2 separate regions of the Mus musculus genome follow, and region 1 is linked to region 2. Evidence: chromatin contacts called from public promoter capture Hi-C data. All regions are on one chromosome and are shown on one strand. Each heading gives the region's core, a stretch centred on a gene start, on an enhancer-like site or on the middle of the called end of the contact. The rest is flanking DNA. Distances are from core to core; before and after follow the strand shown.

Region 1 (6,250 bases), core at 1,704-4,203, 220 kb before region 2:
GTACTAGAGAGCCTGAGTCTCAGCTGTCGTGACTCCCTTTGTAACCTTGAACGGGCATCTTTCCCATGATGCCCAAGACCTGTGTCTATCTGGGAAAGCTAGCACCTGCCGCTGTCCTCCACAGGGGTCAGGGAAATAGCGGGGCAGAAGGGCTGGGCCTGTCATGGCTACAGTGTGGTAGATGAGTCCTGTGAACAGCCAGTGTCAACAAGGCAGGAAGGGCGGCATGCTGTGCACATCCCGGTGCCTCTTGGGCCTCGGTGCTACAAGTGCCCAGGAGTGGAGCACTGTGCTAGGCCCTCACAAGCTGGCAGCCAAGGAACCCAGTGTTTTGAGACTGACCATCCCATTGGGGAAGCATTGGAGGTGAGCTGACATAGGCGCATGCACGTGAGGCTGGCAGGCATGAATTCTAAGTCAGCCTGGCCTGCAAAGCAAGACCCTGTCTCAAAAAAGTAAAGCAAAACAACAAACCTTAGGAAATATAAAGAAGAGGTGCCTGTAAGACTCTTCCTGTCTCTCTGTCGCTCTTTGCCTGTGTAAGTGAATGTGTGTGTGTGTGTGTGTGTGTGTGAGAGAGTGAGTTTTTGAGGATGTGTGCGCACATTCTGAGAGTGTCCTTTCCTCAGTAGGATCATGCCCCGCACATGCACACTGGGTAGGCAGACTCTCGTCTCACAGTTGTTTAGGGAAGTTGTCACATCGTAGCACCCTGTGTGCTGTGTGTTGTGCCTGCCCTTACATGCTGAATCTCCTGTTCTTCATGGCATAGAGTACAGGAAGCTGCCTCTCTCTCTGTAGAGATGAGGGTGATGGAGGCCTGAGCACAGCTCATCTTGCTGAAAGAGTCAGTGAAGGATTAAGTGTTTAAGAGTTGAGATCAGAACCCATTCCCTGATGTGTGTGAAAAGGAAACTCCTGTCACTGTCTGTCATGTGACCTGAGTCCCCACCTGAGGTGTCCACTAGGAAGTCAGGACTCTGTGTTGCCCACTCTGCTTGAGACACTGAGTGAGGCAGAGTCTTCGTCTCTAGTTGGCCTGTCTATTGTCAGAGCGGTCTGTGCCTTCCTTTTTTGCCCAGGTTATGCAAGTTGTCCGAGAGCAGATCACCCGGGCTCTGCCCTCTAAACCCAACTCTTTGGATCAGTTCAAGAGTAAACTTCGTAGCCTGAGCTACTCAGAAATTCTGCGGTTGCGCCAGTCTGAGAGGATGAGCCAGGATGATTTCCAGTCCCCACCAATTGTGTAAGTGTCAGCTGAGAGGGCCAGTGAGGGGGGCAGCCTACCAGTTCCACCTCGGAGAGCGCCGCTCTCCCGCAGTCTTACACTGAGTGGGTGAATGTGCCCACAGGGAGCTTCGAGAGAAGATACAGCCTGAGATCCTGGAGCTGATCAAGCAACAGCGCCTCAACCGGCTATGCGAGGGCAGCAGCTTCCGGAAAATCGGGAACCGTCGTCGGCAAGGTAAGGGGGTGGCTGGAGCATGGGTAGTCTGCCAGGGGTGCTTGCCTGGGTACCCGACTCTGTACGGCACCCCTTTGCCCAGCACTGCCCATGTCTCACCTGCTTATCATCCTTGTTTCTAGAGAGGTTCTGGCACTGCCGCTTGGCACTGAACCACAAGGTTTTGCATTACGGTGACTTGGATGACAACCCTCAAGGGGAGGTGACATTCGAATCCCTGCAGGAGAAAAGTAGGTGCATGTCTCCGTTGGTGTGTCAGCAAGTGTCCCAAGTGCTGGTCCTGGCTCTCAAGCCTGTGTCTGCTCATCTGCTAAAGATCCTCTCTCTGGTCCACCTCGGGGTGGTGGGAGAGTTACTGAATCCCAGTTGTGGCAGTGTGTGGGTCATAAAGGGCAGGACAAGACTGCACGGAAAGGCAGTGGGTGGAGGCTCTAAAGCTACAGAGTCTAAATGGAAGCCCTGGTGTAGCCCCCGTCACTTGCTAAGGCTAGATGTTGTAAATTAATTCTCATCTGCTTTCATATCTGGGACAATGGGATAACACCGCACTCCATCCACAGAGGACTAAGAGGTGCAGACGTTTCCACGAGGCACCGTCTAGCAGGTGGCCCTTTGGTTGATAGCTGTGATGCTGTTTGCTTTGGCCACTTTGTCACCTTCACTATGGGGAAGAAGTAGACGGGTGCCCAAGGCTCTATTCCCTGAAAAGATGAATCCAAGTAGCACCCATGAGCTTTGACGAAGCTGGGGTTTATAGAGGAGCAGGGCAGGCTAACACACGCACACCTGAGCTGGGAGGGCCCTTGGGCCTGAGAGCTGCCACATCCTGGTGCTCGGGCCCCGGGCTTCCCTTCAAGCACTGAACAGTGCTGACATCTTGCAGCACCAGCTTCCAGGCGGTGATTCCCATTCTCTATCAGTTCCTGTTGCAGATATTAAGGCCATTGTTACTGGAAAAGACTGTCCTCACATGAAAGAGAAGAGTGCCCTGAAACAGAACAAGGTGAGAGGCGGGCGGGCGGGCGGGCGGGCGGGCGGGCAGGCAGGGCTGAACCCCAGCCCCTGCCCATGACAGCTGCAGACACAGACTCTCATCCCACCTTAAATTATACAGCAGTATTAAGAGCATTGAACACTATAAGAATAAACAGATCCGAGGCAGGCGGATTTCTGAGTTCGAGGCCAGCCTGGTCTACAAAGTGAGTTCCAGGACAGCCAGAGTTATACAGAGAAACCCTGTCTCGAAAAACAAGTGGCACAGCATCTCTTTCATGAGTGTCTCCTACACATCTCTGAAGGATACAGCCATGGAGTCACATTGACACACCTAGCAGAAGATAAAAGGCCATTATTCAATATGAAATCCTCCATTTCCTCTAATGTCCACCTGCTGCCTTGTAAATGTTACATGCACACACACCCACACGCTGGACCCAGGTTTGAATCCGTCCCAGCGGCTTTGCTGGCTGCAGTATGTCCTTCATCTCCGAGTCCTTCATTCATGCGCTGCTTCTCCACCCTTTTCCCGTCTTCACTTTATTAGTGTAATGGACCATGTTGCTTATGTGCTCATTTCCCAGAGTCTCAGTTTTGCTGACTGGGTCTCCATGCTTTTCTTCTGTCCCAGATCTGCAAATTGGCCCAGGGACCTAGAGGTTTGATTTGGTTCGGGTTTGACTTTGCCCTGGCTTGGCCACATCATACATGGTACTGGGGCCTATAGAGGGAGGCCCTAATGGCTGGGTGGTGCTCTGCCATGTCAGCACACTCTAGCTGTTCAGGGCTAAGCCTTGTACACTAGGGTACTGCGTTTACTAATGAACTGAGCCACTTCTCTGTGAAGAAACCCGCCTTTATCTACTGTTGGCTTCCTGTGGCCCAGTTGGTGGAACAAGAGAGGCCAAAGGCTTTGCCTCTGCTTGCAGGTACCTCCCCCTAAAGCAGTGAGCAGGTTCCAAGTGTCACCCAATCATGACCAAGCTTTATGTCTCTGTTGTATGTTTTCTATGAGCGCACGAGTTTAAGCCGGTCATTTGAGTCTGTGAGTGCATGGGTTTAAACATAAGCAGGTCGTGTGTGACTCTGGGTACATGGGTGTAAGCCGGTCACGTGTGACTATGTGAGAACATAGGTGTAAGCCGGTCATGTGTGACTCTGTGAGCACATGAGTGTAAGTTGGTCACGTGTGACTCTGAGAACATGGGTGTAAGTCACTCACGTGTGACTCTGTGAGCACATGAGTGTAAGCCGGTCACCTGTGACTCTGTGAGCACATGAGTGTAAGCTGGTCATGTGTGACTATGTGAGAACATAGGTGTAAGCCGGTCATGTGTGACTCTGTGAGCACATGAGTGTAAGTTGGTCACGTGTGACTCTGAGAACATGGGTGTAAGTCACTCACCTGTGACTCTGTGAGCACATGAGTGTAAGCCGGTCACCTGTGACTCTGTGAGCACATGAGTGTAAGCCGGTCATGTGTGACTATGTGAGAACATAGGTGTAAGCCGGTCATGTGTGACTCTGTGAGCACATGAGTGTAAGTTGGTCACGTGTGACTCTGTGAGCACATGAGTGTAAGCCGGTCACCTGTGACTCTGCATTGCAGTTACTGTTTTGATGCTCAGACGGTCTCAGCTCATCAGTGGTTTGTTTTTGCTGGAGGTTTTTTTTGTACCGAGCATAGCAACATAGAAGGAGGAAACCGGTCACCTTGGGCTCTAAGATAAAAGCACAGGGTGGCATATGGCACTGACGTTCGATGTTCTCAGTGTTGAAAATACTTTGCTGCAATAATTTTTGTTTGTTGCTTCCTGGGGGAGGGTGGGTCTCCCTAGGTAGCCCAGACTCACCTCATATCTGCAACCTCTCGATTGCTGGGATCCAGGCAGGCATCACCATCAAAGTTCCAAATTGAAAACACTACCACCACATCTTAGGGTGACTGTGGCAGGGAGGGGGTGGTTAAGGTCAGTTAACACTGGCCCCAGGTCAGCCATACCTGGGACCTTGGTGACATCATAACCAGGCACTGCTCCAAGTCACTCCGGCTTTTTGTCTGCAGGAGGTGTTGGAATTGGCCTTCTCCATCCTGTATGATCCTGATGAGACACTGAATTTCATTGCTCCCAACAAGTATGAGGTAAGTAGTGTGCCACACTGCCTTGAACACCAGTGCCCTCACTGTGAGGAGGTGTCTGTGCCACACTGCCTTGAACACCAGTGCTCTCACTGTGAGGAGGTGTGGCCAGCACAGCGGTATCCCCACAAGCCAGGCAGCCAAAATGGATCGCTAAGTCTTTGGACCTTCTACCACTGGGCTGGACTGCCCACTTCACACAGAGGTCTGTCTTCCTCTGCCTTCAGAGGGCTGGGATTAGAACTTTGCGCCACCACACCCAACCTTTCACTTTGTGCCTTAGAGCAGCTGGCCTGGCACAGGGAGGGTTTTCCTCTTTGTAATCTCGCAGTTACTTTTCCCAGGAGAGTTGAATCCCAGTTACCTGGAGCCAACCTGGTCAGGCTGTGGAGCCAGATGGATCTGCCCCTCCTAACAAGGGACTCCCAATTCACCTGAAGACCAGGAAGGTGCTAGTGCCCAACTCAGTCAACTCGTTGTTAATTGAGGGCCTGTTATTGAGCACTTGGGGTCAAGAGGAGAGGACCTTGGGCCAGCAGGGCTCTGTTGGGATGATAGAGCGCAGTGAGCTAGGCACAGAAGAGAGCAGCAGCAGAAGGCTGCAGGGCAGAGCTTCTGCTATACACATACACAATACATGTGCATTCTGGGAGCCTCTGCCTTAAGTTTTGTTTTTCTGAGACAAGGTCTAATCCAAAACTTACTGTAGCTTAGGTTAGCCTACCTTTGTCTCCTAAATGCATTGATGTTATAAGCATGTTTCATCATGTAGGTATGTCAGTTTCTTTTGTACTGCCCTTTAAAACATGGGTATTTGTTTTTGTTTTGTTTCGAGACAGGGTTTCTCTGTGTAGCCCTGGCTGTCCTGGAACTCACTCTGTAGACCAGGCTGAACTCAGAAATCTGCCTGCCTCTGCCTCCCAAGTGCTGGGACTAAAGGCATGCGCCACCAAGCCCAGCTGAGTTTTCTTCTTTAACTAAATTGCAACTCTGAGTACCTGCGTGCTTCCTGCTCGTTTCATTGAGTGTGTGTGTTGAGTGTGTGCTCATTGAATGTGTGTTCATTGAGTATGTTCATTGAGTGTATGTGTGTTTTTATTGAATATGTGTGTGTTCATTGAGTGTGTGTTCATTGAGTGTGTGTGTTCATTGTGTGTTCATTGAGTATGTGTGTTCATTGAGTGTGTGTGTTCATTGAGTATGTGTGTTCATTGAGTGTGTATGTGTTCATTGAGTGTGTGTGTGTTCATTGAGTGTGTGTGTGTTCATTGAGTGTGTGTGTTTTCATTGAGTGTGTTTTCTGCTCCAGTCCTGGTTTCTGTTCTCTTGGTCTCCAGAACTGCATTGTAGATCACATTTCCTATTATTTTTTAAATTCCCACATGAATCCCCCAGACACTATCAGTTGATATGATGCTCATCTTCCTGCTTCCCTTGCTCTTGTCTCCCATGAGTTTTGCATATTTTGAATGGTACCCAACAGCACTGCTGTGAGTCCCACTGCAGCCCCCAGGGCCACTGTGTCACTTTTGCAACTTGCCCACAGTACTGCATCTGGATTGATGGACTCAGCGCTCTCCTGGGGAAGGATATGTCCAGCGAGCTAACCAAGAGCGACTTGGACACGCTGCTGAGCATGGAGATGAAGC
Region 2 (5,923 bases), core at 2,309-4,808:
TCAGCCCTCGGCGGGGTGCAGAGAGCTCAAAGAGAACAACCGGGGCCAGAGAAGTCAAGGATGGAGGCAGGAAAGTAGTAGAGGGAGTGGATGGAAAGAAAATGGATGATGGAGAGAGAGAGAGAGAGAGAGAGAGAGAGCCTCAGGAAGATCCAGAGGAAGACCAGAAGAGAGTATGCTTCTAGTCCAGCAATATCAGGGCTCCCTAACTAGTCAGGAGCCTGCCATACAAATGGAATCTGGAGCGATTAAAACCATGTTGTGGCTCTATATATTTATTGGCACGGAGAGACATCTGGTGTATCCCGCTAAGCAAAGAAAGCTGCTTACAAAACAGTGCATGTAATAATATCTCAAGTTTAAAAACTATTTGTGGCACACAGAAAGCAATTCTGAAAGGACCGTACCTTATGATTGGCAGGATGGTGGGAGGCGCACAGGTGGCCTTGTTTTCCTGGCCCTGTGCATCGCTCCGATGGGGGTGTGATTCTGGAGTATGGCTTTTATAATTAGCCAAAACAATAACACTTGTTTGAGAGAGAACCCGGGTGTGGTGAAGGGGCTGGAGATGAAGGAGGTGGGCAGGAAGTGGGAAGGATGGATTGAGGGCCAGACAGTCCCTGAAGGAAGTGGGAGGGAGGCCTGGTGTGAGGAGGAGGCAGGGGCTAGCTGGACAGACGGACAGACCCAGATCGACACATCCGCAGGGCAAGAGACAGAAGGCCTGGTGCTGAAGAGGAAGCACAGACCCAGCCCACTGCCCCTGGGGCAACACCTGCTGGGTTGCCAGCAGGTGATCTTTCTAGAATTCTTATTTTACCACACGACTAGTTTCAGAAAAGCCTCCTTCAGGAAGGACCTCCCCACCCCAAACTGCAGCACGATTCCCCACCCCCTTTTTAAATTAAAACTGCATCTCCCCACCCCGGCGGGTGGGTTTGTAATTTTCTATGCCCGGCTGACTCCAGGGGAGAGCAATCCTCCTCCGGGGCACAGCCTTTAATAACTTCTGCTGCCCAAGGAACCTACTGCAAGCCTGAGTCTGCGAGAGGGCATCTGTGTGCGCACACCTGGAGAAGGGCCACCTCAGGCTACGTTGTACCTAGTAGGGCTGCCCAAAAGCAGTGTCCAAGTCTTGGGTTGCAGTGCCTTGGGCCCAGGTCATTGTGTAACAACTTCAGCCAAAGCCCCTAGGGCTTCATCCAACCTCCTGAATGGCAGAGGATGAAGACGGTGTGCTTAGAACACGCTACCTGACCTGCTCATGTTCCTGTCAGGACTATATATATATATATATATATATAGTGTGTGTGTGTGTGTGTGTGTGTGTGCGCGCGCCAAGCAAAGGATTGAATACATTGAGATTCCCTGTCTTTCCATCCTAAACCCTCCATATTAACAAGACCTTCAAACTATAAAATTAGCTGCATTTGCGTGTTGGGAAACAACGCAGAACCCTCTCATTCCCCCCTGAGAAGCACCTTTAAGAGCCAATAGACTTTGCCCCAGGGAAGGGATCTTGGCCCAGGTGGCCTCATCTTTTCTAGTCTCCAGACCTACATCCTCGACCGCTTAGTTGCCCAGCTCAGACCCCCGTTTGTCCCAGTCTTGATGGGAACGAACTTAGATCTAGATCTCAGCTCTAATCCGAACAAGTTGTTTGGCCTCTAAGCCCCATCTGTGAAATGGGTGCAGTACGATCCCACACCTCAGATGAGTGTTCAGACTGAGACTGCCTGTTAAGTTCTAATCAGAACTGAGGAGTGAGGAAGGCAGGAGGACAGGCCTCATTTCCAAAGCATGGGCCCTGTGCAGAGCCAGCTCAAAGCAGAGCTATCATCACCTAGGACTGTCAAGCAGCCAGCAAGGACTTTAGAGTGTTACCTTGCTGCCACCTGCTGGCCACTATCAGCATCACAGGCACCCCTCCATCTCTGCCACCCCAACACCTGCTGGTCCTCCCTTTAACATTCAGGCTGGACAGGAAGGATCCTTAGAAAACCAGTCATTCATTCATCAGGGATGTGTGGCAGAAGCCCATACTGTAGGGAACTCCCGGCATCACAGACAGCTCATGTTAAGCTGCTGTAGAACCAGAGCATGCCCACCTCTTCCCTCTGGGAGGGATGCTAAAAGATACAAAAGTTACTTTGCTATGCTTGGCTCTGCAGACTTTCGGAAGAAACTTCCAGAAGCCGACCAGAGACATGAATGGAAGCAGACAGTGAGTCAGGGAGTTGAGCCAGGGAACACGTTGAACCGAGAAAGTGACAGACAAAAAGCAGCAGGACCATGCGCAGGCTGTGGGCGTGTGAGGTTACATCACTCTAGGGAAACGGGGTGTGGTCACCCCTCAGGGATAGGAGGCAGCTCAGCTGACATAGTGTTTGCCTGACATGCATAAAGCCTCAGGTTTAGTCCCTTGAACTGCACTGAACTGTTTCTGGTGGCTCATGCTGATAACCCCAGCACTGGAGGGTCAGCTTGCCCTCCTCTGCCGTGTGGTGAGTTTCAGGCCAGCCTGGCGTGCATAAGACACTATCTCAATTAGCTGGACTGATAGTGTGTGCTCCTGGGCACTCACTCTCCTAGCTGTTCCCAGCCTGGCCTGCAGCCACCACAGCCACAAAAGTATCCAGGATGGGGGAAGCCCCAACCATTAATCCCAAAGCCAACAGGAAACCCACTGCTTACACAGCAATGTGAGCCAAGGGCAACTGTACTCAGAGTGTGTTCTCTGATCCTGCAGTATCAGGACCACCTGGGGAACTTGCTGGAAATGCAAATTCTTGGTCCTGGTCCCAGATCTGAGCCAGAAACATGGGAGGTGCGGCCCAGCAATCTGTCTCTCGGCAACCCTCACAGTTGGTCACTTTGTTCCTTCAAATCCAAGAACCTGTAACCTGGAGGAGAGTCTGGAAGCCACCACCGCCACCAGCACCTGCCGCGAGGGTGTGACAGCTGCCCTCTAACAGAGGCAAAGGTGGCAGTGACTGGCCCAAGATCACTCAGGTAACAGGTGGGAGATGAGTCTTTTGCCTCTATCCAACACACATGCATGTGTACGCGCACGCGCGCGCGCGCGCGCGCACACACACACACACACACACACACACACACACACACACCCTGCCATGGAAGTTAGCGCCACCAACATTTGGGCTCTAGGCAGGGGATGAGTATTAGACCCTAAAGTTCTCCTCCCCCTCTGTCATACTTCCCTCTGCTTTCTAAACTGAAGCTTCCACCTGGTGCCACCAAATGGCCCTGGAAGCTCTTCTGGGAAGACTGCCAAAGCCAGGTGTCCTTCTCTTGGCTTTCAGCTGCACCCTCGTCCCTCAGCATCCCCGGCTTCCATCAGGACCAGCCACTGCCAGCTCCACCCTCTAAGCAGTGGGATCCAAACATCCTGAGACCCACGGGTTAAACCTCAGTAGGAGTCTTGCGGGAACCCTCTTTCAGGCACGTCTCCTCCTTCCCCTCCTTGTCCCCCGGCCTTCCTTCCCTCCCCTCTGCTCCCACTCCATCTGCCGCTCCTCCTGGCTAGGCTCCCCTACAGTTGGCACAGCAGGAAAAGAGAACAGGATGGTCTATTTTTATCCCGAGATGTTGTCGTGGGGCAGGAGAGGGACCCAGGATCTCCCTGAAAGCTGTCGCCCACCATGCCTAGGTTCTGGAAAGCAGAGAGCCAGATCTTGGAGCAGCTTGGAGATGAGAGTTCATGGGCCACTGCACAGCCCTGTGTCACCGATGGCAAGTCACTCCACCTCTTTTTACCCATTTGCACCCCTGCAAAACAGCGAGGCACACCGACCCTGCCTGCCCTGCAAGGCTGCTTCTGTGTACCTGAAGCCTTGCAAGCTTGCTGCTGGTTGTGAGCACACAGGCAAAACTCCCTGGAGACACAGCAGTCTGGGGACACTCTTACTTAAGCTCAGAAAAGATCCTAATTCTTTCAACCTAACAGCAAACCCAGCATGTCCACCCTTCATCTCCTTTGTACATGTTTGATGGTTTTTTAAAATTACATAATCATTATATGAATCTTCTGTTCTCTTGGAAAAATAATGAAGCATTATTGGAAACACAACACTCCCACCCACCCACTTCAGACCACACCATTCTTTTTTTAAAAAAGATAGTTCGTTTATATTATGTGTACAAGTGTTCCACCTGTGTGGACAGTGCACACATGATACACATATGCCCTGTGTGAGGGCTGGAAACTAAACCCAGAGCCTTCGCAGGAGCTGCTGCTCCTAGCCCTGACCCATCTCGCTAGACCACTGTCAAAGTTGGGATTTTCAATGCTTTGTTTTACCCACACAGGCATTCATGGTATCTTAGCTTTCCTTCCATATCTATACATACTGTATTCAAATATAATATGCAGCCTGCTTACATACTGTCATATCGTATATAAAAACTGTTTGAAGGATGTGTGGCTTTGTGTGTATGGTTCGGGTTGTTGGGAGAAGTTGTTGCTCTTTAATGTTTGTTTTTGAGACAGTATCATTGTGATGGTTTGTAAATGCTAGGCCCAGGGAGTGGCACTATTAGGATGTGTGGCCTTGTTGGAGTAGGTGTGTCACTGTGGGTGTGGGCTTTAAGACCCTCACCCTAGCTGTCTGGAAGTCAGCTTCAGCCTAGCAGCCTTCAGATGAAGATATAGAACTCTCAGGTCCTCCTGCACCATGCCTGCCTGGATGCTGCCATGTTCCTGCCTTGAGGATAATGGACTGAACCTCTGAACCTGTAAGCCAGCCCCAATTAAATGTTGTCCTTTTAAGAGTTGCCTTGCTCATGGTGTCTGTTTACAGCAATAAAACCCCAACTAAGACAATCATGTAGCCCAGGCTGACCTTGAGTTAACTATATATCCAAGGCTAGCCTTGAACTCCTAGTCCTCTTCCTCCTGAGTGCTAGGGTTACAGGCATGCACCACTGTTGAGGTTTGATCTTGCTCTGTATTGTAATGGGTTTGTGGCCCCAAGACCTGGAGTCTGTACTGTAGACAACCCCCCCAAGTGACCCCAAGTTATTTCTGATTGGTAAATAAAGATGCCAGCAGCCAATAGCTAGACAGAAGAGACATAGGTGGGGCTTAGTATTCCTGGGCTTGGCGTTAGAAGAGAACCAAGAGAGAGAAGAGGTGAATGGAGGAAAGAGAAGCCACCATGGATTAGGAGAGTTTAAGAGAACATGGACCTGGGGCTGGCCAATAGGAGATAAGAGCAGCCCCGATGAAACATAGTAAGTAGTAAGTAATAACTGGGGGTTATCAATAGGAAAGTAGATTCAAATAGCATACAGGGTAGGCAGGTGCCCAGTTCTTGTGCTGTTTAAGGCTTATTGTAAATATAAAGGTTGAGTGTGTCTTTTATTCAAGAACTAAATGGTAACACACAGGTAGAAACCCCAGGGCGGGATTAAATAATTTCTACAATACACCACCACATCCATTTTAGGATATGTGCACATGTGCACACACGGGGTACATTACCACAGAGCACACATGGAGGTCAAATGACAACCCTCTGGATTTGGTTCTCTCCCTTTTACCATGAAGTCCCAGGGATCAAAATCAGGTAACCGGGTTTGGGCAGCAAGCTCCTTTACTCACAAAAGCCATCTTACCTGCCTTGGAATGTGTTTTAAAAGCTATTTCTCTACCCATCATTCTACTACCTGTTTTCTGCCCCACCTGCTAGAGTTTCTGAGATGTCATTGTATAAATAATTACAGATTTATTTAGCCAGTACCCTGCTGATGGGCAACCAGGTGCCCTCTAGCAGCACAAGCTGTGGGCCACGGACTCCTGTGTCCATGACTCCTTACAGTGAACGCCGCAGCAAGACGACTCTGGGTCCTGCACTGCTGCACTTGGTAGGTATCACTGTGGACCCCCGATGCCCGAGCTCTC

The links. Capture Hi-C pulls out chosen DNA fragments and counts their contacts.
Region 1: a promoter capture Hi-C map of pancreatic islet shows a contact between it and region 2. The contact joins two enhancer-like sites. A contact is called at or near these places in 15 of 39 promoter capture datasets (the C10 cell line, the HPC-7 cell line, Sertoli cells and 9 more), 1 of 15 datasets of contacts at CTCF or cohesin (stem cell-derived epiblast-like cells), 15 of 484 Hi-C or Micro-C datasets (bone marrow-derived macrophages, cerebellar granule neurons, cerebral cortex and 6 more), 34 of 115 datasets of contacts at active chromatin or transcription factors (the HPC-7 cell line, the SCID.adh cell line, SST interneurons and 23 more) and 4 of 9 other capture datasets (adipose tissue, liver, macrophages and 1 more).

The regions. Positions count from the first base shown.
Region 1 is chr2:165,290,459-165,296,708 of GRCm38.p6, reverse strand. Elmo2 (engulfment and cell motility 2) reads left to right here. Exons shown (of 21, transcript NM_080287.2): 16 at 1,083-1,246; 17 at 1,353-1,465; 18 at 1,588-1,695; 19 at 2,386-2,468; 20 at 4,527-4,604; 21 at 6,148-6,250. Among named protein-coding and RNA genes, the nearest start is that of Slc35c2, 5.7 kb to the right of the region's middle. Within about 2 kb of position 2,953, at least 3 of the 459 cell types and tissues checked have an H3K27ac peak or open chromatin away from gene starts, as enhancers often do. A contact at or near this core is called in pancreatic islet, where this site is marked.
Region 2 is chr2:165,071,081-165,077,003 of GRCm38.p6, reverse strand. It overlaps Cd40 (CD40 antigen), which reads right to left. Exons shown (of 9, transcript NM_011611.2): 9 at 5,350-5,923. Among named protein-coding and RNA genes, the nearest start is that of 1700025C18Rik, 17 kb to the left of the region's middle. Within about 2 kb of position 3,558, at least 16 of the 459 cell types and tissues checked have an H3K27ac peak or open chromatin away from gene starts, as enhancers often do. A contact at or near this core is called in pancreatic islet, where this site is marked.